2 separate regions of the Danio rerio genome follow, and region 2 is linked to region 1. A link is a contact called in public Hi-C data. All regions are on one chromosome and are shown on one strand. Each heading gives the region's core, a stretch centred on a gene start, on an enhancer-like site or on the middle of the called end of the contact. The rest is flanking DNA. Distances are from core to core; before and after follow the strand shown. Region 1 holds the start of zgc:77151. Region 2 has its middle 9.7 kb from the start of nsd1b.

Region 1 (6,607 bases), core at 734-3,233:
TTTTTGAAAGATTTCTAATCTTTTGGAGCAGTAAACATGTCAGGCTAAATAATTCAAACGAATCAGACTTCTGCTGTATTCACTAGTTTCTATTACACAGATTTCTTTACGATTTAAAAGGCCATCATTGAATATTTTTTCTGTTGAAGGCACTGCTGTCTTAAAAAAACAAACTAAAAGTGAAAAAAAAAATCTTACACATACCATGGGAACGGTTTTACAGCAGATTTTGGCGGTTTTAAACTTGACTTTTCTAAACCATGGTATACCTTAAAAAAAAGATTATCGTCCCATAACCTATTTATAGGGACAAGTAGGGATTGTGTGGATCCCAAACTTTTTTTAAAGTGTATGCACATGTGCACATATTCCCCGCATTACATTCACACAAACAAAGCATTATATGTAGTGTTTTCCACAGAAACAGGTTGGGTACAGTATATCCTCCTGAAGGAGGCCTGAGCTTGACAGACTTACAGTATTTTAACTTTGGCTGTCAATCACAGAGCTGCTACCCGAGTCAGACAGTCATGGGTCAGTCAGTCAGTCAGTCACCATTGCCCCACCCCCACCGGTAACCCACATATTCACCCAAAAACTGACCAATCATAGGACACAAAACTCGGCGTCCACATGTCGAGCGCCTACTGGTAAAACAGAGAACTAGTCTTGCAGTTCAACCACAATACACATCTGACTGTCAACTTTTTACTTTACACTCCAACAAACACCAAAGTGAGTATAACTTAAAAACAAAATAAACAATAATAATAAAAAACACACATAAAGAGCAAGAGAATGATTTATAAAAGACAACCAAAATGACCTTGGAGCTTTTGCTTCGCTAAAAAATATTTTTATTTATTAGTACTCAAATTAAACAAAGGATCACATTATAGACGATCTGATGATGAACAGTGTTCATAATATTTATATAAATAATCTTTTTAATAATAACAACCACGATAAACAACGTCCTCAATCCGGGTGTTTTCCGATGGTTAATAATACTGGTATTCATTCAATATGAACAACATATTTTTGTCAACTTCCGATTGCCACATACATAAAGGTCTCATATATCAAGACAAAAAAAACGTAAGCTAGTGCTGCTATATAGCTAAGCAGACCTAGCAAACACGAATGATATTGTATTAATAATAAATAAACCAATACAAAATAAACAATATTAGCCTACATTAATCCAAAATAACACCGCAGGCTCGGTAAACAATAAGCTTAACGAAATAACTTCGTAATCTCAAATAAAAATCAGCAGCTCCACCAAGTTTACCTCTTCCTAGAAGTTTCATTACCACGTCATTTTCAATATCGTGCTTAAAACTGGCGAGATGAAATCGATTTCATCGAGATAAAGAAGTCGACGGATCGAGAAATAAACGCAATGCTTTCCCTTTAAATTCGCGGGCTTTATTAGCGTCGCATTTATTAGAAAAATAAACAGAAATCTGTTTGAGAAATGTGGGGGTGGGGGTAAGAGGGAGAATCTATGTAGTCAACACGACACACAAAGAAATTAATCATTAACGTGGGGGAAATCGAAATATTAAACGCACGCGTTCTTGATATTGGGCTAAATCTTTACACAAAACGCGACCAGGAAAATTCGGACGCGTCAGAAACGCCACAAATAAAAGTTTCTCGCCAATATAGACAAGGCAATATTTCCAAGCGTTCGCCTGGCTTGATTGGAGAGGAATCAATTCGGCATTTTAAGCGAAGTTCAAATATTACGACGTGTCGAGGGAGCATCTGCTGCAAAATAAACACGCTTGTAATTAAAAACAAAGGGGCAAATTTGGAGCTCGCGCGCCGGAGCCCCGAGCCGCAACAAAGTAACAGTTTAAAGTTGTAATTCAGTTTACCTGTATCGTACTCTGCTCCATTGCAACTCTACATTCCCTTATCCCTCTCGATGCCCCCTATCAAGTTACACAGCCGGGTACTAACAGCACCGGCACACACATAAACGTAGCTGAAGAAAAGCTTGTGCTTTTTTGTGAAAATAGGGCAGGATCTAGGTGTGGCTTAACTCCGTTTGCCAAAAGAACTTTAATATATGTTATGTATCGCGCACTAAATTGCCTGTTTAAACACGCTCGCCGCTTAATTTCACCCGGTGACTGACAGTGATCGTTAAATGCAGCACTATTTCAATATGGAGCCTTGAAATCCCTATTTCAAGACAATATATATTTAAGTGCGGTACAGAGCATGCGTGCTCTGCTTCAGCGAAACTGCTGATTTTTGACCACGTAAAATAAATACTTCGGCTTCTTAACAATTTTAATGATTGCCTTGGCGTGAAATGTTTCAAATTAAGCATCATATATTGATTTTAAAAAGCACAATAGCTGCTGTGATATATAATGCTTGTCTGTCGTATATATAGGGGAGATTTGGTTGTTTTTAGTCTTGTTGGCCATCACGGTCGTCTGACGGTCGTCTGAATGAGATTGCGTTTTTAAATGTTAAGTAGATATGGAGATATTTTAATAATGAACAATATAAAATGAGCTATTTTTGTTCTCCAGCAGGGGGAGTGCGCACGTGATCATTTTCACGAGACAATGGCTGTGACATTTTATTAATTTTTATTTTTTTTTGCTCTTGCTGACATCAGAAACCTGAAATGCATGGAAATATGGTCGACTCGAGGTTGTTTACGCTGTAGAACTGCCAAACATCTTTAGGATTGTACATGATTATATAGTATTATTTAACAAATGGATATTGGATGAAGGAGCTCAACTAATTTTTGAAGGGAAAGGGAAACGTATTCAATTGCAAAAACACACACTACATTTTTTTTTAGCTAATTTGTTATTGTGTATTGAGGAATAATTGATCAAAATAAATAACAATGCTATTAGTTTTGAACATGAGCTTCATATATTAATTTTAATATTGATTCTTTCATTTGAAAACCTTAATAAAATAAAATTTTATTGAAACTAATGAAGTTCAGGGTGAGTGTGTACATGATAATTCTCTTGAAATAACAGATGTCGTTTTTTTCAGCCTTTTCCAAGGGTTTATTTTATTTTTTAAAACCTTTATAACATAAAATAATCAATATTAAAATTATTATATGAAGTTTATTTGAAAGTCTGATAAGCTGTTTATAATTTTTATAATACACAGAATAGTTTATTTTGCAAAAAACAAAAACATGATTGGTCAAAAAATAATAGACATTTAGTCAGTTTTGGAAATTAACTTAATTATTTTTTTAATAATTTATATTATTCAAAATAAAATAATCACTATTAAAATGAATATATTAAATTAATTTGCAAAATTGATCAAATTTGCGTTGTTTCTCAGAATTCATGTATTTTTTTCTCATGCATTGAAAAATTTATTTGCAAAAATTAAAAATAAATAAATAATAATGTTTAATGTTAAATAAAAATGTTTTGCAAAATAACTTCTTATAAATGTTTAATGTAGATTTTTATATAAAACCAAAATAAAACTGTTTTTCATATAAAACATAAACAAATAAACAACACATTTTTTTACATAAATAAAACATTGTTATTAATTTTCACAAATCATGTTTTCTGTTATCGTGCATAAAAGATTTCTTTAGCAAAACCCAATTGATCAAAATTAATAATTAATAAAAATATTTTGACGTAAGGTAAACTTTATTGTCCCATGTCAGGGAAGTTAGTCTTGTGTCTATTACCCTTGCTGCAGTTATACAAATTAAGAGTTTCAAACTGCACACAATAAAAAAAAAAAAAAAAAAAAAATATATATATATATATATATATATATATATATATATGTACACACACACACACACACACACACACACACACACACACACACACACACACACACACACACACACACACATAAAAGTGATCTTACTGAACATATATACAGGAGCCTGATAAAAATGCTCATTTTAGAGAAAATTATATACTTATTTTTAACTTGAATTAATTACCTTTAGAAATTAGGTCAAATTAGAACAAACTATCTATCAGTATACAAATTAGCTTACATGTAATAATTTTAATAAATTGCTATAACAATTATTTTTTTTGTTATTAAACGATTATTTTTGTATTTTGTTTTATTTCATTTTTGGAACTGATATAGTTTGTTATTCGTCCTCCCCCGTGATCTTCACCCTGTGCTTGTGGCAGAACAAATGTTGAGGTCCATCAGAGACAGCAGGACGTCACACTACAGCTGCTCACTGTCCCTGCGTTTACATTTGCACTTCTGCTTTTATTATTGCGGATGGCGGTCGAAGATCTAGTGAATCTTATGAAACTAGAAATAGCTTTGATTTGGTGAACCTTCAACCACCCAAATTCATTTTAGGAATAATTTTACAATGTCATTTGAATAAAATGATCTTAAATGTATTCATATATTTATTTATTTTTGTTAAAAGACATAGATTCACTATTTTCTGATACATTAAAATTAATAAATTAATAAATAGGTTTTTGGATAAAGGTACACCAGCGTATTTGTTTGTAATCTATTTTTTAATTACTTTAATAACAATAAAATGTTTTATTAATAGCAATATTGTTGTTTATATACAGTCAAAGTCATAATTATTAGCCCCTCGTTTTTTTTCCCTATCTCTGTTTAACAGAGAGAAGAGTTTCTCAAAATAATAGTTTTCAACACATTTCTAAACAAAATAGTTTTAATAACTCATTTCCAATAACTGATTGATTTTATCTTTTTCATGATTACAGTTATTGATATTTGACTAGATATTTTTCAAGACTCTTCTTTACAACTTAAAGTGACATTTAAATGCTTAACCAGGTTAACTAGGTAAGGGTAATAAGGCAAGTTATTATATAACGATGGTTTGTTCTGTAGACTATCAAAAAAAAAATACAGCTTCAAGGGGCTAATAATTTTAACCTTTAAATGGCTTTTTTAAAAATTAAAAACTGCTTTTATTCTAGCCGAAATAAAACAAATAAGACTTTCTCCTGAATAAAAAAAAATATCACCAGACATACTGTGAAAATTTCCTCACTCTTATTTGTGAAATATTTAAAAAATGAATTGTGGGAAAAATCTAATAAAATACTAATACAATATTAATCTGCAGTTAAAACAAAAGTCTTACTGGAATGAATTTAATCTTAGTAAAATTGGATCAATCTTTATATTCATTTTTGAGACACCCATTTCATTAAAAACATGGGTAAAATTTTTAAACAATTAATATAATTTTAAAGAATAAAACAAATATTAACTGCTAACTCAGACAAACACCTACTTTGTTATAATTAATAACATTGAAAACTATAATTTAGTTATACGCTCACAATATTAGTAGGAATATATTTGAACATAGAAAATTACAAAGTAATAGAAAAAAGCATTATTGTTTTTATATTACTAATAAAATCATATTAATACTGCTTTCATTTAGCCTACACTCTCAGAAATAAAGATATGCAAACTGTCACTGGGGTGGTACCTTTTCAAATGGTGCACATTTGTACTTAAGGGGGTCATAATGGTACCTCAAAATTATATAATATAGTACCTACAATTTTTAAAGGAACACTTTTGTACTTTTTTAAGGTACTAATATGTTGCCTTGACGGATTAATATGGACCTTTCAGGTACAAATGTGTACCATTTGTAAAAGTACCACCCCAGTGACAGCTTACGTAGGCCCTACCTTTATTTCGGAGAGTACAACAATCATATACTCATATTATTACTGATAATAATAAAACGAGAGCAATAAAGGCCTTGTATATATTGAGGAATTGAATAATTCCAATGGATTTATACTTTGCTAAAATTATAATAAACAGGCTACGTAAAACATTTTAAAGCATTAATGAATTGTGACATTAGGCTCTCAGTCAAGGTCAGATGTTTGTTATTTTGCGCATGCTCTAAATATCAGCACCGATGCTCAAATACCCAATGTAGTCGTGTGATTATAAGTATACTTTAATAACATTAAAAGTTAAAAATCTGATTGGAGTTTGCATTTCTATTCTAAAAGTAAAATGGCTCTCAAGCACATAGAAAGCGGGATTTTAGTGCATTAATGAAACCTCACGAGGGCGCTGTTGTCAATGCTGAATCTGCACTCGCGCTCTTAAAGGGCCAGTTCACCCCCAAAACCAACAATCTGTCACCATTTTTCTCCAGAAGAAAATATATTACCAGACATACTGTGAATATTTACTGACTCTGTTAAACTTCATTGGAGAAATATTAAAAAAGAAAAAAAATTCAAAGGGGGGCTAATAATTCTGACTTCAATTGTATGTTGCACACTGTAAGTTTAAATAAAATATAAAAATGAATAGTGGGAAAATCAATTATTCATTTACCTTCAGCTTAGTCTATAGGTCTTAAACTCAACTCCTGGAGGGCTGCAGCTCTGCACAGTTTTGCTCCGACCCTATCAAACACAGCTGATCTAGTAGTGTCTTGAACACCTTGATTATTTGGATCAGCTGTGTTTGATTTGGGTTGGAGCAAAACAGAGCTGCGGCCCTCCAGGAATTAGGTTTAAGACCTATGGCTTAATCCATGATTCATCAGGGGTCACCACAGCAGTTC
Region 2 (6,979 bases), core at 1,913-4,412, 310 kb after region 1:
AAAAAGCTCCTCATTACTGTTTTTTTATTATTATTATTATTATTATTTTATGGAGATTAACAATTTACCCAGCAGGCACAGGATGTTAACATGATGTAAGATTGACGTTGTACCCCAACGTGGTGTGGACATTGCATTTTGTTTGGAAATGAAAATCGGGTTGACGTCAGAACCCAACAACAGGGCGACGTCCAACGTCCAACCTAAAATAAACCAAATATCAGCATCTAATGATGTCGCTGCTTGACGTTTTGTGGATGATACCGCTATGATGTTTATCAGACATTGGATTTAGATGCCATACCTGACAAATAAAAGTCAGGGTCCCACTTTATATTAAGTGTCCTTAACTACTATGTACTTACATCAAAAAATAAATACAAAGTACTAACTGTGTTTATAATGCAATTTAGAACACTTGTAGTGCATTTGAGTTGGGATAGAGGTTGGGTTATGAACAGGTTTGGTGGCATGGACAGGTTTAAGGGTGGGTTAAGGTGTGAGGGATGGTCAACAGTGTATTTACAAATGTAATTACAAAAGTTAACTACAGATGTAATTACATACATGTATTTAATCAAGCATAAGTAAACAGTAAATACATGCATTTACACAATAAGTACATTGTAACAAACCATTAATTCCTGTGTAAGTACATATTAATTAAGGTCACTTCATATAAAGTGGGACCAAAGTCAGTATTTGACATCAATATGACGTTGGTTTAAGATGTTGGCTCAACATTATATTTTGGTCACTTTCCAACACAACCTAAAAATCAACCAAATATCAATGTCATTTAACCTCATTATTGGATGTCAAAATAATTTTGTCCTTAGATTCTGGGAAGACATTGAATTTTGGTCACCTGACGTCACAACCAAAATCCAACCTAGTATTAACGTCTTATGATATTGTGAATCTGCTGGGTAATTACACACACGGTCAACACTCTCATCAAGTAAATGAGTTGTTTTTTAAAAGGTTATACATTTGAATGTTCAAATTGTAACTTGTTTAATTCTAATTTTGCTCAATTTTGTTTCTAGTTTAACAGAACACGTGTTACCAGCTCTTTTCAGTTGACGATGCTTCCACTGGATGCACAGTACCTTGCCACAGAGATATTACATTTATAACCCCTATGATTTTTTTTAATACTCATAAACAGTTAAAAAAATAGGTCCCACTTTATTTTAAGTTTCCTTAACTACTATGTACTTACATCAAAAAAATAAATTCAATGTACTTACTGTGTTTATAATGTATTTGAGAACACTTGTGGTGCTTTTGAGTTGGGATAGAGGTTGGGTTATGAACAGGTTTGGTGGCATGGGTAGGTTTAAGGGTGGGTTAAGGTGTAAGGGATGGTCAACAGTGTATTTACAAATGTAATTACAAAAGTTAATTACAGATGTAATTACATATATGTATTTAATCAAAATTAAGTACACAGTAAATACATGTATTTACACAATAAGTACATTGTAACAAACTATTAGTTCCATTGTAAGTACATATTAGTTAAGGCCACTTAATATAAAGTGGGACCAAAAAATATATGAAAGTGTAACTAACTGCTACACTCCTTACAAACTACAACTACAAAAACTGGATGAACTCTTAATTTAATTGAGGGCAGGATTTCCATCCAATAAATTTGTTTAGAACCAACTAAAATAAAAAATATTTACACAATTAAATTAAATTCAGTTGGTCCAACATGATTTTATCAAATACAAGCTTAAATACATTTGTGTTTTTATTTAATTTAAACTTAAAGGTCTGAATACATCATGTATGTACTTTGTCATACATTTTAGTCTCTTTTATTTATTTTTTTTTTTTATTTGAAGTTATCCTAAATTAACTAAATGAGACATTTTTGAGCACATTACACATACAGTTGATTGAGACTGATCTCAGAACTAATTTTAAGACAGTTATTGCTCACTGAGCAAAGCAACAAACTTCATTTTTGCTAATTAAGCTGCTAACTCCCAAAGCAAGAGTGCATCTCAAAACTCAAAGCATTACATGAAAGTCTTCTAAATATTTAAACTAAAGTCAAGATTAAACTCTTAACAAGTCTTTCTATTAACTTTAACCACCTAACATTACTTTTATTGTCAACATTTCCATCTCTTAATTTAATCCCACGCTAAGCATGCTGGAACTACAAATCCTCTAACCAGATAGTTGGAGCAACACAATTCCTTCTTGTTGTCCCAACACAAAATGTTTAAATTATTTTAACGGTTTACAAATTTAAGTGGACTGAACATAAAACAAATAAACTGGCCAAAGAAATTACACGAGTTGTGTTGTTTCAGCTTATTTTAAAGAGGCAGTTTGAACAAGCAGGAGTCATCTTTTTTAGTGTAGTTTTGTCCTTCATAATCACTAATGGATGAGACACAAATGTAAGTATAATCTTATCAGCTGTGCATTTCAGATGCAGAAAAATCTTAGTTAAACAAAAGGCTTCATTTTTCATAAACATTAATATGCGTTGATAGCTTATTTAAACACAAAACAGTAGCTATTGACTTCAGAATGATCGTCATAGTGCGTCTATAAATAAAAAAGCGATTGACTCCATCTAGTGGAGAAAATTACTCTCTGCCTCAATGTAAATCCACAGATGGCAGCAGTTTGAAACACATTCTGAATCATGACCAAAGACAAAACAGGACGTAACCCTTCATAATGAGCTTAAGACGTCATTCGTCACAGTCTTTTGAATCAAGTGTAGCATGCAAAATATAATTTCCTTATCCACATGAAGTCAAATTACAGGCCTGAACTTGAAATATATCATTAACTATGTATTTTTTGGTTTAAAACCTACTGTTTACGTTCCTTAGCCACAAAAAGTGAACAGTTTGCTGTGCATTTAGTTTCTGTTAGCTTTTGTGCAGTAAATATACAGTCTTTGTTTGTACAATAAAACTCTGAATGACTCGTTTATTTCCTTAAGTCTTTCTCAACCACTCATGGTTTTACTTGCCAGTTCATGCTATCATTTCACGACTGTTTAAAAGGCTGTGTATAAGGGAGGATGTGGAAAAGGAAGGAAGCGGTGAGGCAGATAGAAAGCAGGAGAGAGCTGTCACAAATGAAGACAGCTGTCAGCTGGGATGGTGAGGGTCAGAGGTTAAGGAGGAAAACAACGGGGGTGGAGAGTGGAATCTCAAACAACAGGAAAAGACTTCTACACACAGACTCAGACATGCAGGCCTCCGGAACTCTCTTTGAGAAATGGTGACAACCAGGCTCCTTCGGCAGATTAGCTGCTCTGTATTAGCATATGGCGCCGTGTAGCCTTTACTCAGGACACTCCGTATTTTTCCATTTTCTGTCAGATGGAAAAACTCTCATAGACTGTTTAGAGGTAGTCCAGACTTTACATAAAGAATCAGAAAATATGACAAATGTACTGATATGGTCTTTTAAACATGGACACACATGAGTGTATTCAAATCCTAGTAAAATGTGGCATTTGGGACAGGCCCAAGGCAGTGTGGTCTCCTTAAAATCTTTTGTTGAGTTGTGCTGCCCTCTGCCTGTGATATATGTTACTAGTTTTCATAGTTTGAAGTGTTAAAGGGCAGCTAGTCTACCTCTTTTTTAAGATTTAATATTATGGTTCTTCAGAGTGTGCAAGTTTAGTTCAAAACACAATTTAGATTTTGTTATTTTATAGTGTTAAAAATTTTGGGGGTGTGTACACAGGTCGTTGTTTTAGGGGAGTGTTGCTTCACATGGAAATTAGTTTCTACTTCCCGCCCAACTTAACAAGGAGCCGAAGCCACAGATAGCCGCGGACTTGCGGCGGCAATGTGTGTACCACGATAGAAACCTATGTTTAGAATTCTAAAATGCATGGCACTGCGTGGCACGACGCTGCACGTCGCTGAACTGGGCTTCTGGTGTGCGACCAGAGCTTAAGCCAAATTTGTTATTTCCAATAAAGGGAGGGACGTGCACGCACTTTCCAGCCGCACCTAGTTGAGATGACAGGGAGCTTCTGTGATCGAGGGAAATGCAAACAGCTCAAGTTTAAGGAAGACGCAATGAAAAGTACACATTTGCAAACCCACCTAAAGTTACAAACAATGGTGCCAATGAGAGCGATCTTGTGTTGAGCCCAAAGAGCTTTACATATAAAAATAAAGCAAGGGTGTTCCTTTGGTGACATCGCTTTGACTCACACACTGAAAATGGCAGATGTAAAACAACAAACTGAGGATATGGTAATGCACTCCTGTCAATTGGTAGGTGGGGGGACTGCACTCCTACCTCAAGTTGCGGTCGATCTCAAAACCACTCCGATTGGTCCACCGTTTTTTGTTGTTAACTTAAAAAAAAGGACTGGGTGTGTTTATATCACCCCAATATGACAGTCTATATACTTTATCTACACATATGTCTGTCCAAACTGCTTGAAAAGTAGATTTTTCAGCATAGGTGCCTTTTCAGTAGGCCTATAATTAAACAGCTGGTTCCATTCAGAATGGCTGATGCTGATCCTTATGCCCTAATCCCTCCTGAGGGTCCCTCTGAAGAGACTAGAGTATAGGAATGAGCACCTCCATATTTAATGCAGTGTGTAACTCCTAACAACTACCTGCAAAAAGGATCATGGTCTGAAGTGTCTATCAGTTGTATCCTTTAAAAATCTTCATTTCAAAGGGCCATTCGAAATTTTCCAGTTTTGAGCACTTCCATTTGGAACGACACTTCAATATGGTAGCCATGATTGTTGTTTTTTATCCAAAGTGCCCTTCAGAGGGCAATATATATATATATATGATCAGTATCACACTTATAGCAGTGCGATATGGCTGTATATCAGCACTGGTGGGAGGCATGCATTGACTCAAAGCCAGAGGCGGAGTGCCTTAATCACCCCCACCAGTGACGATATACAAACTTATTGCACTGTTACGAGTGGGATATTGCTTTATACAACAGTTCGAATGATCGTGTGTTAAAAGAAAATCAAACACGGTGAGTTTAAAAAACCCTTTTGTACGAGGAACTACTTTCTTCTGCCACTCATTTACATGCAGCTGACGTCAAAACAGCAGAAACTGTTGCTCATTCACCAACGTCACTTTAGAGCTAATATTGAATGATTCTCTAGCGTAATGTCTAAAGTGATGATAAAACGTGATTTTGCTCACATTTCAAGATCTACCGAGACTCAGAATGTCCCAGATTTATTATGATTTGATCAGCTGTAGTATGAAATTTAAGCTAGGAAAATCCTGTTTTCTGACTTATTTTGCAGTGTCTGTCACCATCTTGTGGTGGAACGTCAACCGTCACTTTCTTTGATCTGCTCAGACAGTCTGATGGCGGCCGATGCACTAAATCCAATGCTCAGAAATTATGATTTTTTAAAAATGGGCACCATCTTTAAAAATGAACTGCATAGTTGCAATCTAAACAACTACATTCTCGACTAGAAAAGCCTGAAAAAGACATTATGTTGTCCAACAGGAGCAATATTTGTCAAACTGTAGAGTGTCTCTGCTTGTCCCTGTATATATCCCATATGGGAAAACAGACAATGTAACACTTTAATTATTAAAATTAATCTAATGGAATAGTACAGTATAATTAAAATTTGCATTCAGATTAATTTCAGAGCAAAATTATTTTAACCACATTTATCCTTGAAATATCCAAGCAATAGTTTTGTTTACTGTTGTTGCTGAGCACAAAATAAGTCTACCAACTGATTAACAGACATCTTGTGATCTAATTAATTACCAAATGACAAATAGTCTACTGAATGACTGTTTAAGGGTTAATAGGTCAAGGTTGAAATAAATTTCCACTAGGGGGCATAAGCAAAAAACAGCATGTGATCTGCTGGACATCTATTAGAACATATTTGTAACTTTGTGTGGCCCTAAAATTAGCCTTACATTAGGATTATATTATGTTTTTTGGCTAAAATGTTATGTTTGCATGTAATTGTTAATATTGTTGTTTTTGGATAAATCATTTGAATTTGGTTGTAAGGGTTGTTGACATGATGTTTTATTTTAACTGTCACACATGACAAAAATGAATATAATTAGTATTATCAAAATTTAAAATGTAGTAAAGGGTTAAACATTTCTTCCATGAACCTTTTCTTATAAAAACTGCTGTGTTATTATTTTGAGCCATATTTCAAACCTGTTCTAAGGTGTGACTGCCACAAGCTTAGTTCAGTAAATTACAGCTCTTATTAATTGAAAAGGAAACTGGGTTTGGGTGGTTCGAAAGACCCACCCCTAACTGACAAAGGTCCAGGGTTAGTCCCATACATGAGTTAATTTTACTACTATGCCATCATAGTGAAAATAATCTAGCGAAAACCCATCAAATTAAAATTTACTTTGAATATAATTGTTGTTATCAATGAATTTTCAAATGTATGTTTTTTTTACAAGAGAGGCTAGAAAAATGAAGCTCTACATTATTGTTATTATAATTACTATTATTAAAATGGTCAAATTCTGACTGAGGAAAGTTGAATGTGGTCAGTTTGTTATTTATATTTTGCCAAATAAATGACAATAGGCTTGTTTTTATTTAAAATGGACTCTTATTTTTTCAATGATACAGTTGAAACCAGTGAAGTTTACATACACTCTTGAAAAAGGAACATAACTATTTTTTAAAAAAGGTCTGTAAATCAAACATTTACTATTTTAGGTCCGTTAGGATTACCTAAATGATTTACATTTACTAAATGCCAGAATAATGAGAGAATTTTTTGTTTGAGAATTTTTTATAAATTTCTAGACAGTCAAAACTTCTACATTCTACATTTCTTTGGTATTTTTTTAGCTTTGCTTTTAAACTGTATAACTTTGGTCACATGTTTTGGATATCCTTCTACAAGCTTCTCCTAATAGTTTTCTGAAATTTTGGACCATCCCTCCTGACAGAATTGGTGTAACTGAGTCAGATTTGT

The links. Hi-C and Micro-C count contacts between places; a contact is called where the count stands out from the background.
Region 2: a contact with region 1 is called in a Hi-C map of hematopoietic stem cells, with 2.6 times the contacts expected there. The contact joins the enhancer-like site here to the promoter of zgc:77151 in region 1. A contact is called at or near these places in 1 of 18 Hi-C or Micro-C datasets (hematopoietic stem cells) and 1 of 4 datasets of contacts at active chromatin or transcription factors (embryo).

What each region holds. Positions count from the first base shown.
Region 1 is chr21:40,688,626-40,695,232 of GRCz12tu, forward strand. It overlaps zgc:77151, which reads right to left and starts at 1,984. Exons shown (of 10, transcript NM_205565.2): 1 at 1,887-1,984. The coding sequence starts at 1,907.
Region 2 is chr21:41,001,834-41,008,812 of GRCz12tu, forward strand. No RefSeq gene overlaps it. Among named protein-coding and RNA genes, the nearest start is that of nsd1b, 9.7 kb to the right of the region's middle. Within about 2 kb of position 3,163, at least 37 of the 62 cell types and tissues checked have an H3K27ac peak or open chromatin away from gene starts, as enhancers often do.